Linked DNA regions of Mus musculus: all the other regions are linked to region 1. Evidence: chromatin contacts called from public promoter capture Hi-C data. All regions are on one chromosome and are shown on one strand. The core of a region is the stretch at or near the end of the contact, and the rest is flanking DNA. Distances in the headings are between cores, read along the strand shown.

The links. Promoter capture Hi-C pulls out the DNA fragments that hold promoters and counts their contacts.
Region 2: a contact with region 1 is called in a promoter capture Hi-C map of hippocampal neurons, with 5 times the contacts expected there. The contact joins the promoter of Gnl2 here to the promoter of Csf3r in region 1. A contact is called at or near these places in 4 of 39 promoter capture datasets (the C10 cell line, the SN4741 cell line, hippocampal neurons and 1 more), 1 of 484 Hi-C or Micro-C datasets (bone marrow-derived macrophages), 1 of 115 datasets of contacts at active chromatin or transcription factors (microglia) and 1 of 9 other capture datasets (liver).
Region 3: a promoter capture Hi-C map of the HPC-7 cell line shows a contact between it and region 1, with 8 times the contacts expected there. The contact joins the enhancer-like site here to the promoter of Csf3r in region 1. A contact is called at or near these places in 15 of 39 promoter capture datasets (the 3T3-L1 cell line, 3T3-L1-derived adipocytes, the C10 cell line and 10 more), 1 of 15 datasets of contacts at CTCF or cohesin (large pre-B cells), 1 of 484 Hi-C or Micro-C datasets (nephron progenitors), 2 of 115 datasets of contacts at active chromatin or transcription factors (bone marrow-derived macrophages and embryonic basal ganglia) and 3 of 9 other capture datasets (adipose tissue, embryonic stem cells and liver).
Region 4: a contact with region 1 is called in a promoter capture Hi-C map of embryonic stem cells, with 3 times the contacts expected there. The contact joins the promoter of Grik3 here to the promoter of Csf3r in region 1. A contact is called at or near these places in 5 of 39 promoter capture datasets (cranial neural crest, embryonic stem cells, hippocampal neurons and 1 more), 5 of 115 datasets of contacts at active chromatin or transcription factors (embryonic forebrain, embryonic stem cells, forebrain and 1 more) and 2 of 9 other capture datasets (embryonic stem cells and liver).

The regions. Positions count from the first base shown.
Region 1 is chr4:126,022,948-126,026,569 of GRCm38.p6, forward strand. Csf3r (colony stimulating factor 3 receptor (granulocyte)) reads left to right here and starts at 1,712. Exons shown (of 17, transcript NM_007782.3): 1 at 1,712-1,848; 2 at 3,134-3,232. Gm32908 (a long non-coding RNA gene) reads right to left here and starts at 1,707. Exons shown (of 4, transcript XR_003955278.1): 1 at 1,308-1,707.
Region 2 is chr4:125,028,430-125,032,051 of GRCm38.p6, forward strand. Gnl2 (guanine nucleotide binding protein-like 2 (nucleolar)) reads left to right here and starts at 1,585. Exons shown (of 16, transcript NM_145552.2): 1 at 1,585-1,765. The coding sequence starts at 1,702.
Region 3 is chr4:125,175,281-125,178,902 of GRCm38.p6, forward strand. The region is part of intron 2 of Gm32611 (a long non-coding RNA gene); the gene reads left to right. The region is part of intron 2 of Gm40245 (a long non-coding RNA gene); the gene reads left to right. Among named protein-coding and RNA genes, the nearest start is that of Gm40245, 27 kb to the left of the region's middle. Within about 2 kb of position 1,856, at least 69 of the 459 cell types and tissues checked have an H3K27ac peak or open chromatin away from gene starts, as enhancers often do. A contact at or near this core is called in the HPC-7 cell line, where this site is marked.
Region 4 is chr4:125,488,986-125,492,607 of GRCm38.p6, forward strand. It overlaps Grik3 (glutamate receptor, ionotropic, kainate 3), which reads left to right and starts at 1,711. Exons shown (of 16, transcript NM_001081097.3): 1 at 1,711-1,960. The coding sequence starts at 1,846.

The DNA.
Region 1 (3,622 bases), core at 462-2,961:
AATATCTAATAAAAACAAAGAGATTTGAGGTTGTTGTTGTTGTTTTGAGACAGGGTTTCTCTATATAGCCCTGGAACCTACTTTGTAGACCAGGCTGGCCTTGAACTCTTGAGATCCACCTGCCTCTGCCTCCCAAGGGCTGGGACTAAAGGCGTGTACCACCACACCTGGCTGACTTGTGAGCCTTTCAAAGGGTTAAAATTTTTTAAGCATTCAAGGACTTTTAAAAGCAGACCCAGTACACTGGGATATAACCGTGAGATTTGGGGCAAAGGGGTGGAAGGCTATATGGTCTTTAAAGTGACCTGTTTGTGTACCATTGACAAAGGATTGATCCTGGTGCTTGATTTTAAATGTCAACTTGCCACGATTTAGAATCGCCCAAGCAGCAATTCTCAGTTGAGGAATTATCTTGACTCCCTTAATGGATGTGGGAAGACCCACCCCAGAGATGGGCGGCGCCTTCTGGTGGCAGCCCAGATCAAAAGCAGGACATGGAAGAAGGAAGCCTTTTTCCCTGACCTTCCCCTCTGCTGCTAGTAGTCTACCCTGCTGCTGCCACCCCACTTGATTCCTTTGCTCAAGTCAAAATCAGCTTTCGACATGGACTGAGGACCAGATACCCTCCAGGTCTTCAGTACCACCTTGGGAGTGCCAAGGCACCAAAGGATTTCCCAGGTGGGTTCTCAGTGCTCCTACTTCCTCTGTATTGCATAAGCTAATTTGATAAATTCATGTGTGTGCGTATATGTGTTCGTATATATGTGTGTGTGTGCGCGCGCGCGCGCACGCGCGTGCGTGTGCACGCGTATACACTCATTAAGTGGACTCTGTTCCTCTAGAGCAGAGGTTCTCAACAGGGGTCACCTAAGATCATTAGAAAACACAGATATATATTATGATTCATACCAGGAAAAAATTACAGTTATGAATTAGCAAGGAAAATAATTTTACAGTTGGGGGGTCACCACAACATGAGGAATTGCATTACAGGGTCATAGCACTAGGAAGGTTGAGAACCGCTGCTCTAGAGAACCCTGACTAATATACCAATATATACTATTTTGATGATTTTCAAACTTAGAACAATTTTTCCCCTCTCTTTTGTGATAGATGAACTTACAGGGTGGGCCTTTTGAAAGGGGTTACAACCTGAGAAGATAAAACCAGGAACCCCTAGGATTGTACAAAGCGGTGAGGGCAGGGACCATGGACTAGGGAGGCCAGGGGTGGGAGGGTCTATTGAGAGTCCTGGAAAATGGCAGGTTTTCAGCTAACAAGGGAAGAAAACCTGAAGTAAACGTTACCTGTCCTGGAATCTTGATTCTTCCCGGGCAGAGGCTTCAGCCAGACTCAGTGAGAAGAGAGTCTCCTCCACCCCAGCCCTCATTAATTTTCCACGCTATTTTGTCCTGCTTCGTTTTGAAATAAACACTTGAAGACCCCAGCCCTCCCTTGGCCCTGTCTTGTCTCGGGTGCTCTGCTGAGCCTCAAAGCGAGGAGCTCAGGAAATCCGGAGAGAAGGGAGGGTGGCCACGGGCCAGGTTGCTACAATGCCCAGCCCTCTAAGACCCCTGAGGCAGGAAGGTCCCTAGCTCACCAGTTTCCCTCAACCTCCTTCCTGAGAGGAAGGGGCTGTCTATGTCCCCCACCCCAAGGGTGAAGGCTCAGCCAAACGCAGCAGGGAAGCCAGGAAGGTGTCGCAATTCTGGGTCCCCCCCACCCCCCGCCTGTCATTAACGACGGGGCTAGAAAGAGAAGTTTCGGGAACTTGCCCCAAGAGGAGAGGAGACGAGAGAGAAGAGAGAGCACAAGCGTGGGGGCTGGGCACAGCGCCCTAGCCCCAGTGTAAGTAGGGGGAGGGCGGGGAGCCCTGGAGACCTCAGACCATTCCCCAACCCTGCTAGGGCCACATCAGGGGGCCCAAGACAGGATCCTTGGGGAAATGGGAGTCTCTCTGTGTGTATAGCATCAGGGAGGTCAGACAGCTGGATCTCTGGGAACAGGAGCTGAGCTCAGGTATGAAGAATCCCACCCAGAGTCCCTATCCTTCAGACAGGCTTACTCCCTGCTTTCAGCCATTTGGCCTGCTTCTTCTCAGCAAGAACAGCTGTCTCAGAGTCTCTGGGCCTCTGTTTCCTCTCCCGGTTCCCTTAGCCTCTTAACTTTAAACAGTTGATGCAAGACTTGCCTGAGATAGCTTTCTCTGTCGGCCTCTCCACTTCTCTCTGCATCGCTCCAGCCTGCTCATCGTTGTTGTTGATGATGATGTTGTATGCAGCTCTCATGCAGACAAGGTTTATCATCTTGTCGGCAGATAAGAACCTTGAACTTCTTCTGATCCTCCTGTATCACAAATGCTGGTCTGTAGGCCTCCACCACCATGCCTGATACTTAATGTGGTACTGGGGATCAAGCCTTGGTCTTTGTGCCTGCTAGACAAGTGTTCAACCAACTAAGCTCTATCCCCAGCCCTGGTTGCTTTATATTTTTGAGATAGGTTTCGCTAAGTTGCCAAAATGAGATTTGAATGTCTTCTATAGCACAGGCTGGCCTTGATCTTGTAACACACTTGCCCCCACTTCCAGAATAACTGGTCTCAACCCCCTGCCACTGGGCTAGGCTCTACCTCTGTCTATTCTCTATGTATCTCTTTTCCCCAGCTTGTCTATTCACCCATCTATGATGCATTGATCCTTTATCTCTGCCACACCTGGGGATCTCGCTCCCATAGTTTATTCTCAACATCCTCTTCGTCCCCGTCTTCCCACAGACAGAATTTCAAAAGAATAGGACAGGAGAAGGGAGCCCAGAGGGAAGGTTGGCAACAATGAGCAAAAGGAAAAGGTAGAGAGGATGCTGTAGCAGCCTGACTTACGGCATCAGCTGTGTCCGTGGGCACAGTGGACACAGCGAGCAGCTGCAGAGCCCAGCACATGGCCAGAGTGGTGGGAAGAGCCTGAGAGGCTTGGAGCTAGAAGTAGACCTGGTGGCTATGCCAGGAGGCTATTGGTTCCTTTGGCTGATTTCCTGCTTTTAGGGCTCATACAGATAGCCCACTGCTTCTGAGAGCTTGTTCCTTGGGCACTGTGCCAAGAGCTTTCATCTTAACTGTCTCGCTTCATCGTTATAGCATTGCTGAGACATGAGTGGTATTGTTAAGCCCCTTTTTCCTAAATGGAGAAACTGAGACTCAGAATGGTGAAGTAACTCATCCAAGTTCACCAGGCAGGTGAGTGTTGGAACCAGAGTCAGAACTGGGCTCCCAGCCTCTTTGTACACTTCTTCCCTAGACAATGAGACATAGGCTCCAGCAGGCCCAAGCTCCTACTCAACTGGGGCCACCCTCAAGGCTTCCATAGGAAACTGTTCTGATGTTAAACATGCCAGCCCCATGCAATCTAGAGAGGAGGCCTGGTCTCCTCTGTTCTGTTTTCTGCTCTTGACATAAGCCTGTGGGAAGGATACAGTGGTACCAGGTATGAACTAGGCCTACTACAACCACAAATGAGTGGAGAACCAGCATCCTGAGCCCTGGGGGCTAAGTCTTTCCCACTCAGTGTGTACATATGTACATGTGTGTGTGCATGTGGATGCAGGAGATGATCAAACTGGTATGTTG
Region 2 (3,622 bases), core at 335-2,834, 990 kb before region 1:
GGCACACACTTTAATCCCAGCACTCTGGAGGCCAGCATGGACTACAGAGTGAGTTCCAGGGCAGCTAGGGCTACAAAAAGGAACCCTATCTCAAAACACAAGCAAACAAACAAACAAAAAGATAATGTCTTTTTCTACAGTTTGGCTTGTATCTTCCTATATAGCCCAGGCTAGACTAGCCTTGAACTCACGGCAGATAGTCTAACCTCAAATGCTGAGGTTAGAGGCTCATGCCAACACACTCAGCTTTGTTACGTTCTGGGGACACGGAGGTGAATAACGTACCTGATTTCCATTTTCCTAAGCTTATGGCCTAGACCCAAGAAAGCAGCCAATGCTCTTGTGAACAGAGTCATTTCGGGTAGTGGCATGTGCCGTGAAGTGAGGTGGGATGGAATAACAGGAAGAGAGTGGCTGACTTAAATCAGTAACTCAGCAAATACTTCTGCCAAAGGAGCTGCTGCCAGATAGATCAAGAGAATGTAGTTCCATTTAAAAACAAGTGAACAGTGAAAAAAATCTTTTGGTGTAGGGTCTCTCTATGTAGCTCAAGCTGGATTTGAACTTGTGACAATCCTCCTGCCTTAGCCTCTCAAGTATATCATGTTTCCTTAGATCCTTTAAGTTATCCTAAACGATGATTGGAATATAAGCTAGAAAGTGTGTTTATTTATTTTTAACCTGAAATTCAAATTTCACTGTCTTGTATTTTTTTTCTTGATGTTCTCCTCCCCCCCTCCTGCTTCCCCCTCCTCCTCCTCCTCCCCCTCCTCCTGCTCCTACTCCTACTCCTCCACCTTCTTGGAGACAAGTCATGCTATATAATGTGGACAAGTCTGGAACTCCTTCCTCTGCCTTTTGAGCATTGGTATTATAGGTGTGTGTCACCATGCTGATGAATTTGCTAGTGTTTGCAATCCTATGGATAGAGGATATTTGAGCAGGAACTGACCAGAAGGAACCAGCGATGCCGATTCAGGGAATGTGTGATCAAACAGAGCAACATTCAGTGTAAATGTCAGAAGAGGGAGAAATGAGGTCAGAGGAACGGAGCCAGATCACAAGTTTTGTAGGGATTGGAAGGAGTTTGAATCTGTCTCTCTTTGCGATAATAAACCATTGGAGAATTTAAAATCTCTCTCTCTCTCTCTCTCTGTCTCTCTCTCTCTCTCTCTCTCTCTCTCTCTGTCTCTCTCTCTGTCTCTCTGTCTCTCTCTCTTTCTTTCAAGCTGAGGCTTGAATCCAAAGTCTGTTGTTACTAAAAACTGCTCTACTCCAGCCTAAAATTTAAAGGCAGGTATGACCTGTTCTGATATTTGCCCGCTCTTGCTGGAACACTTTTAGAAAGGTTCAGAGGGCAAATTCCCATCAGCTCATGCACTGGGCCGAGAACAGGCTTCTCTCTTTTTCTCTTTCTCTCTTTTTCTCACTAAACCCAGGACTGCCCGGTGCCCTGGACGTTGCTATGGAAGGGACGCTTGACGGTTGCTAGACCCGGGGGAGGCGGGAGCAGGACAGAGGCGGAGCCGGGTCAGCCTTAGGCAAGCGCCGCGCGCTCTCAGGAAGTCGCGTAGCGCGAGCGGAAGTGACGTCGCGCGTGTTCAGGGTCCAACGTGCTTCACACAGGACGCTTTCCCGGCTGGGAAGTCGTGAAGTGGTTTACCTCGCGAGTAGCAGAGCGGTGTCGGTACTGTCGTCAGGATGGTGAAGCCCAAGTACAAAGGACGGAGCACCATCAACCGCTCGGCGGCCAGCACCAACCCAGGTACGGCGGACCGGGCGGGACCAGGCCGCAGGAGCCGTCGGGGACGGAGGAAGGCCCGTTCCGGCCTGGGCGGCGGACCCGAGGTCTAGGCACCTGCTCTAAAGTTGGGGGATGAGTCACGCCAGCCTCTGGCAGCCCCGAGGCCTCTCAGGAGGAGGTGTAGAGAAAGGCAAGTTAAAAGTGGGCTAGGGTCCTGGAGTCCTGGCACATGCCTGTCATCCCAGCACTTAGGAAGCTGAGGCAGAGGGGATCACGAGTTAGTGGCTATCTGGACTACAGGGTACAGACTGAAGACACAGAGTGGAGTAGGTTGGCCCAGGTGGCATTTTACCCTTAACCATAGCATTCGTGCCACCTTAGCTTTGACCGTGGAATCAGACCATGCATAAGCAACACTTCAGGTAAATATAGTGATTTCAATAGAGGTGGTTTTGAGATACGAGAAATTCCCATCTACAGGGCAAACAAAACAGGCTTTCGAGGAGTCCCTCCCACTTTGATTTAGCTACTAAAACTGTGTTTAAATATGGGTTAGTCATAGAGGGGCTTGGTGACGCATCCCTGTAGTTCCCAATACTGGGAAGGCAGGACAGACAGATCTCTTGTGAATTCGAGGCCAGCCTGGTCTGCATAGTGAGACTGTCTCAAACTGGTGGGGGGAAAAATTAGGTATACTCTTGTCTCCGTAAGGCTGCAAGGATAGCTGACTTCTGTATCTCCTTGTAATTTGCATAATTAGGGTTTTGATTAGATTTTTTTAAAAAAATGATGAAAACACTCAGAGACTGGAGAGAACATGGGGAGAATAAGAGCTCACTCGTACTGCTGTTGCAGGAGGACCAGAGTTCAATTCCAGTTCAATCAGCTCTCACCTACCTGGAAGTTCAACTCCAAGGGGAATCTGATACCTCTGGCCTTCAAGGCATCTACCCACATATATCCGTATAATGTTTAGTACTGTGTATGTAGCAGTACTAAAGGAGAACATGCAGGAAAGTTGCTGCGTTACTTTGTGATCTTTTATAACTGTATTAAGTCACATAATACCATGCATTTGGAAGATTCACTTGGGATTGGTTGGTGATTAGTGTGATGATGTTTCTAAGCAGGGGTTAAGTTTATCAACAGCTGAAAAATGTAGACGGAAACCTTGAGGGTTGGTAGGAAGAGGGACTCAGGAAAAGGATAGGTAGCCAGATGTGTGTGGGCCGACTTCTCAGGAGAGCCCTCCAGGGGTTTAGTTTGATTTTGGGTTCTCTCTTAAAATTTAGAGTGGGAGGGGCTGGAGAGATGGCTCAGGGGTTAAGAACGCTGGCTGTTCTTGCAGGGGACCTGCAGTGATTCCCAGCACCCATGATACAGACGACCATCTATCTGTAACTCCAGTTCCAAGAGATCTGCCACCCACTTCTGGCCTTCACTGACACGCTGTGTGTGTTTAGTGCAGAGACATGTGGGCAGGATATGGTATTACATATTATACTTACATATGAAGTATAAATAAATAAAATTATTAAAAATTTAGGACAAGAGAATTAGTTATGAATTCACAAAGAGGGTTTCTAGATATGCTGCTTCTAACCTCAGAAGCTGTGGGAATCAGTCCTATAAGCCATGATTTGTGTGAAATTTAACCCAACTTTTAGAACCCATCATCATCTCTTGAAAGTTAAGACAGGTGGTGGCTCACATCTTTAATCCCAGTACCTGGGAGGCAGAGGCAGGTGGATCTCAGTGAGTTTGAGGCCAGCCTGGTCTACAGAGTGAGTTCCAGGACAGCCAGGGCTACACAGAGAAACCCTATCTTGAAAAACCAAACCAAAAAAAAAAAAGACTAAAAATATTTTCTTTTTAAAA
Region 3 (3,622 bases), core at 606-3,105, 850 kb before region 1:
TCCATAATGGATTCTTTAGGATCTACAGTGAGGACTACTTCCAGCTCACAGCAAAGAGTCCAGGACTGGTATCCGCGGCTGCACGGACAGCCTGTGCACTGAAATCATACCCTTGTGTATGCAAATTGCTAGACTCTTCCAGAGAGACTCCAGCTCCCTGCAAGGACTCCACCTTCTCAGGATGCTGCCTTTGAGATTCTTCTGTTTTGTTTGGTTGTTTTTTGCAGGGCTAGGGACAGAACTCAATGCCTCCAGCATGCCCGACTAGCGCTTTCCCAGGAGCCCTGTCCCTAGCCCTGCCCCAGTAACCCATACACGCTATTGTTTGAGATCCATCTGTCCAAGGGCATAGGCTGAACCCCATTATTCTTCCTTCTGGGGAGAAAGTGACTGGGATGTGCTATGGGGAGTGTCTTGAGGGATGAACCTGGGGAAGAGTGGTCATGAAGTCTCTCTCTGTCTCATTCAAGGCCAAGTTCCAGGCGGTTTGGCTCAGGTCTGGCTCTGGGCCAAGCTTGGCTTCATGTCAACTTGATACAAGCCACTGGAGAAGAAGGAGCCTCAGTGGAGAAAATTTCTCCCTAAGCTTGGGCTGTAGGCAAACCTGTAGGGAATTTTCTTCATTAGTTATTGATGAGGGAGGGCCCAGCCCACTGTGGGGGATGCCATCCCTGGGCTGGTAGTCCTGGTTCTATAAGAAAGAAGGCTGAGCAAGCCATGTGGAGCAGGCCAGTAAGCAGCACCCCTCTATGGCCTCTGCATCAGCTCCTGCTTCCAGGTTCCATCCCTGTTTGATTTCCTGTCCTGACTTCCTTTGATGATGAACTGTGATGTGGAAGTGTAAGCCAAATGAACCCTTTCCTGCCCAGGTTGCTTTGGTCATGGTGTTTCATTACAGCCACAGTCATCCTAACCAGGGCACTAGTCAAACCATTTCACCTCTGCGGAGCGATTGCAGCAACATCTGGCTCACAGCACAGGCTCATCTCCTTTCCCAGACAACTTTCAGAGTCCCTTTGAGTAACACAGAGATTGAACGGTGTTGATGCTGACGGTAACTACTACCTCTTTCGCCACCCTGTATGATTTATCAAGCATTCTCATTTCTGTAATGGCCTCTGGTGGGGAAGGCTTAGAGATATTCAACACACTCACAGTCACTTGGGACATAGAAAAGGGGAAAGAGATGTGCTTCCCCCTTCCTCTTTTTTTTTTTTTTGGTCTTATTTCATCTTTCTTTTCCTAATCAAGTCTTGCAAGCTGTCCTGATCTCCTTAAAGACAGGAAGTTTGGGGGACAGAGTAGACAAGGTGTAGATGTAGTGAGACTCCTGGAGGAGTGTGCAATTGGGCTGGGCTTCTGCTGTCTCGAGATTTGTTCCCCTGACTGGTAAGTTTCATGAGGCCATCCTGTTCAGCACCCGGCTGGGTGCTTCTGGCTCTAATCTTGCCATCTGGTGGTGACCAGTCAAGGCTCAGTGTCCCTTCCTGGGGCTGATTCTTCAGCCACAGTCGTGTTTTTAGAAGCCGAGTGGCTGCCAAGCTGGGAAAGGCTGGGTAATGGAGCACACCCGCAGGCAGAGGTCAAACGAAGCAGCACGGCTTTGGGTAGGTGGATGGCAAAGATGTTAGCTGGGCCGAGCCAGGCGGGAGCTGGTGCAGGCTGGAAGGTGGTCATGGCCGGGCAGGAAGCAGAGATGGACAGGCATCTGGCTCTGCAGTTGGCTGAGGTCGCACAGGATGTGGCCTGGGTGGACAGCTGGTGTGGAGGATGGTGTCAATCAGGCCAGCCTCTGGCAGAGGCTGTTAGAACTACGGACAGGGCCAGGATGTGGCTTCTGGGGTGGTCTGGAAGCTTTTACAAACGGAAGCTTTTACTAAATCACCCAAGCCTGGTAGCCCTGTGGGTGGTTCTGGCTTAGTTTTTAACAGTCCTCACAACTGCTTGTATCTCCAGTCCTAAGGGTGCCTGTGATCTTGATCTGCTTGGGGGCTTCCTAGTGAGTTCATTGGTAAGGGTCCAGTTCGTTGGTCTTTTTGCTTGGTTAGAGACAGCCCAGGATGACCTTGAATTTATGACAATGATCCTGCCTTAACCTGCTGAGTTCTGGCATCTGCTACTATACCTGACACAAGAGATACTGTTGTGTGTGTGTGTGTGTGTGTGTATGTGTGTGTGTGTGTGTGTGTGTGTGTGTGTGTGTGTATGTGTGTGTATGTATGTGTGTGTGTGTGTATGTGTGTGTGTGTGTGTGTGTGTATGTGTGTGTATGTATGTGTGTGTGTGTGTATGTGTGTGTGTGTGTATGTGTGTGTGTGTGTATGTGTGTGTGTATGTGTGTGTGTGTGTGTGTGTGTGTGTGTGTGTGTGTGTATGTGTGTGTGTACATGTTTATGAAGTCCAGAGGTTGACATTGTTTCTTCCTTGGTTACTTTCTACCTTAATAAGGTAGGATCTACAGGAATCTAGAGCTTCCCCGTGCTGCTTGTTTAGTTAGCTACCTTGCTTCAGGGATCGCCTATCTTCGGTGTTTAGGATTACTGAGGTCACCATGGCAACCTTGCATTTATATTGATGTCAGGGACCTGAATGCTGGTGCTCAGGCCTGGCAAGTGCTTTAGCTACAGCCATCTCCCCAGTCCTGGAGATGCTGGCTCGGTATAATCAGGCCACCAAAGCTTAATGTGGGTGGGAGGAGGGATTTGTTGTTTCCTTTCGGCTTGGTCATGACTCCACCCCGTGTCCCCCCATCCCACACACCATACACAGTCATCTCCCTCACACCCCCCCCCCTTTGCATGTGACTGCTTTAGTGCATCAGAACTGTTGCTCAGGAGTCATGAGTCCAAGAGCTTTTCCCTCTAATGAGCTCTCCAGGGCCTCAGTCAGCCCCTCCTTATGCCCTGCCCTATTCTGATTACTTGTTTGTGACAAATGGTAACATCCTCTAAGTTAACAGAGGAAAGGGGTCAGTCAGCAGCCAGGATTCTCAGTCAACATTGAAAAGGAGGAGGAAGCCAGGCGGTGGTGGCAGTGGTGGTGGTGGTGGCGGCGGCGGCGGCAGCACACGCCTTTAATCCCAGCACTTAGGGAGGCAGAGGCAGGCGGATTTCTGAGTTTGAGGCCAGCCTGGTCTACAGAGTGAGTTCCAGGACAGCCAGGGCTACATAGAGAAACCCTGTCTCAAAAACAAAACAAAACAAAACAAAACAACAACAACAACAACAAAAGGCTGGAAAGATGGCTCAGCAGTTAAGAACACTGGCTGTTCTTCCAAAGGTCATGAGTTCAATTCCCAGCAACAACCATCTGTAGTTGGATCTAATGCCCTCTTCTAGTGTGTCTGAAGACAGTGACAGTGTACTCATATATACATAAAATAAATAAATCTTTAAAAAAAAAAAGAAAAGTAGGAGGAGCTGAAAAGGATGGCATCTGTTGGGCAAAAGGCCTCTCAAGGGCACACAGCCAGGGATGACCAAGCCAAGATACAGAACCTGGGCCTTGTGATTCCTGGTGCGGTTCTCTTTTTTAGAAGGCATCTATCTTCGAAACTGAAGCGAAGTCTCTGTTTCATTTGACAGCTTGGCATTTTTCTGTCTGCCAACACTTTGATAAATTT
Region 4 (3,622 bases), core at 461-2,960, 530 kb before region 1:
TTTTATTGGGCAGAGCCCAGGAACCCTTTGCTCCCAAGGCCACTGGTGCAAGTTCAGATGGGAAGAAGTCCCTTCCTAATTGCTAATTGGCTACACTGCCTTATTCACAACTCCACACAATGCCTGGAAGCCCTGCGCCACATAGGGCGGGAAAGAAAAGACGGCAAAATTAACAGGCCTGTTTGGAGCGCAACGCATTATCTATTTGTAGGAAAATTAAAGATTTGCTCTTCAGATGTAGGGGGCCATGCTCTTACCAGGCAGCTGGCAAATGGGAGAGATTGGAAATGATTGAATAGATCAAATTATTTAAATGAGAAAAATAAATTCGCACACAGCCTAGCCGCTGCCCGGTGACAGATCCGTTTATTTATCTACTGTATCGGTACCGCTTTGTCTCTGTCAAAAAGGTCATTAAACTCGCCTAGCTGCGTAATTCGCAGCCTCCTGCTCCTGCCTCGCTTCACAGCCCTTCTCTTCCCTCAGCACCCAGCGCCACTTGAAAAAAAATTTATTATTGGTAATAAACAACATTTCTTTTTAACCCTTTCGGCTTCCCCCCCTGTGTATCCTACTCTGTCCCATGAACAATACAGTTTCTCTGTATTGTTTCTCAGGAGGAATCCGGGAGGGGGCTCCAGTTCCTCCCGCATAGTTGCGGAAGAGGACTGAGAACCCAGCGGGCTCCAACTCCAGCGGCCCTCGAAAACGAAGGCTTTTGCGAATTTTCTCAGTAGTCCTCCTACTGATGGTGCGTGGTCAAGTCCTACCTTCCACGCAGAGGGTCTGGCCTGGTGTCTCCCTCACGGTTAGTTTCTGAAGCTCCGCATTCCCTAGTTCAGCTCCTACGGTTCTCTGATTTCTACTCCCAACCCCACTCCCTAAACCTCCAAGCCCTGGGCCAGCCCTGCTTTCCCAAGGGCTAGAGATCAAGAGTGAAAAACAGCTCCAGGTCAGTCTCCTGCCGCCGCCGTCCAGCCAGCGTCGGCCGCGTGGGAGCTGAAAGGCGAGGCTCCGCAGACGGCAGGCTCCGGGTCTCGCGGCTCTCGGCGGGCGCGTCTCTTCCAGCTGGTCGGGCCGCTGGGTTGCCGCCGTCTCCCAGCTCCTGGTGCCAGCTCCGCCGCTTTACGCTTGGCTCCCCGGCTCAGTGCCTTGCCCTGGGGGCGGCAGGGCAGATGGGGACGCCTCAGCTGCGGAGGATAGTCTCCATCCTCCGGGTGTCCCCCCTCCCAAATCCTGTCCAGGGTCCCTTTCCCCGCCCCCTGCGCAGGTGTGAGCGCGCAAGTGTGCACCCGGGCGAGTGTGAGTGGGAAGCGTGTGTGCGCGGGGGAGTACGCGGAGGGAGCGCGGGCGGCGGGCGGCGCGGGAGGCGGGAGGCAGGGCGCGGGGGAGGGGGCTGGGAGGGAGTGTGTGCGCGCGTGCAACTCCACTCCGGGGCTTTGTGCGAGCCCGGGCGATAGCATCAGCGGCGGCTGGAGGAGGAGCGGCCGGAGACGCGTGCAAGCCCGCCCGGCAGCCGGGGCAGGTGGGAAGCCCGCGCGGGAGCCGAGCCGACGCGAGCCGGAGACGCCGCAGCCGAGTCCGAGCGGAGCCCGGGCGGAGCCCAGGAGCCTTCGCTCGCGGGCGGCCCGTGGGCGGCAGCCGAGGCGGGGCGGGCGCCGGCGGGGCGGCCCCCCAGTAAGATGTGCGCAGCGCCGCGGGGCGCCCCCCACTCGCAGAGGCGCTCCGGAGCCGGGCGGCTGGGCCAGGCGGCGCCTCGGGGGCTGCTGCGCGCCCGCGCCTAGAGCTGCCGCCCCAGGGAGCCCGCCACGGCCGCGCCCCGGGCACGCTCCGTGGCGCCCAACGATGACCGCTCCCTGGCGGCGCCTCCGGAGTCTGGTTTGGGAATACTGGGCCGGGTTCCTAGTGTGCGCCTTCTGGATCCCAGACTCGCGCGGGATGCCCCACGTCATCCGGATCGGTAAGGGCTCCCCTAGAGCCGGGGGTCTCTGCGCGCTCGGGTGGGGACGGGAATTGGGGGATAGTGGTGCTCTGAACGTGATCCGAAAGATTGTCCCAACCTCCCTCTAGGCTGCAGGGTTCGGGTGTCTGCTGGGAGCTCTTAGAGGGGGAGGACAAAGTTCCAAAGCCCGGGTCGCGGGGCCTTACGGGGAAGAGGCAACCGGGCCGCGGTGGCTAGGGAACCTGGATACGCTCCGGGGTAGGCGACGCGGTGGAGTGTGGCGAAGGTTCTAGCCCTAAGCCAGCGCCTCGGGGGAATTTCGCCGCGACTGCTGGCAAGGATGGCCGCAGACCTAGTTCTGGGACTGGCTTCTGCGCAGAGTGGGAGCCCTGGGGAAGGCGCCAACTTCTCTCCCCCCCACGGGCACCTCGCTGGAGCAAGGGGTACAGGGGATGGATTCGCCGGATTAGGATGGCGGATTTCCTTGCCCCTAGTTGGCCGAGGCTCGGGGCAGGAGAGGGTCAGTCCCCTGCTTGTCGCTAGAGCAGGTCCCCCAGGCCCAGGCCTCTTTCGATGAGGAGTAACCGAGACTGGGAAAAGGAAGCGCAGGAGGCAACCCTGCGCAGCCGGGGACGAGGGTTGCGAGTGGCTTTTAAAGTTAGCCGAAATCCCTCCGCAGCTGGCGGCGGCTGGCAGTCTGCGCGCGGCTTTTTGGGGCTCTGGCTTCTCGGCTTCTCTCACCGCTGCAGATTTCTTACTCTGGGCTTTAACTTTGTTGTGGCCGCCGGAGGCACCCTGCGTGGCAGCGCTCAGGGCTGGGCGGGAGCCCACGCGAGTCTTTAGCCCACTCACTTCTCGGGGCTGAGCTAAGCTGGGCTACCCAGGAGCCATCGTTACCGTGGGCGGCCCGCACCAGGCCGGAGACCTGGGCAGCTCGGGCTCGCGAGACACCAACATCTGGTGCGCAGCCTACCGAGCTCTACCGAGACAAGGCAACCTTCCTCCTCCTCCTCCAGGACTCTCTTCAAGGGGCTGCCTTTGCTTCTGCAAGAGCGGACTTTATGTGGCCGGCAGTGCGACGAGGATGCAGGAAACTCGGGCCAGGCTTGGTTTATGGGTACTTGAGGTTTCTCCTAGGAGGCAGTCCTCTCGTTCACTCTACCCGGAGCCACGTCCACTTGAACTCAGCTTCAGAACGGGAACAGAGAACGATCCTCAGATCTGCAGATGTTGAGGTCTTCCAGTGCCTACAGTCCGATTCCGGACCAGGATGGGCAGGCACAACACCCTGAGGCTCCTAGGGAAGGGAGGGGGGGGGATCTGGGGACAGACCTCACAGTCAAGTTTAACCCTTTGAAGTCCAGGTGTCTGGGCTGCCACGAATGTTTCCTGTCTATTACTGCCCCAGAACTGGCTTGGCCACCATTCTAGCTAATCGTTTAGTAGTGGGCCACCGCTTTTTTCATTTTTATTATTTCCTCTCTCAGTCCTTGTGGTTTTGGGGGACCTTCATGGTAGAGTGTCCTTGAGATAGAGAGGGGACCTCGAAGGGTGCTGTGTTTCCCCCACCCCCACGCTTTGCAGGCCTGTCTTCCTTGGTCTTTCCCCTCCAGAGGGTGGGGTGGGTGTGTTTCCAGCCCAGTTTCAGGAATGGAAATCTTTAGAAGCCTAGAGAGACAG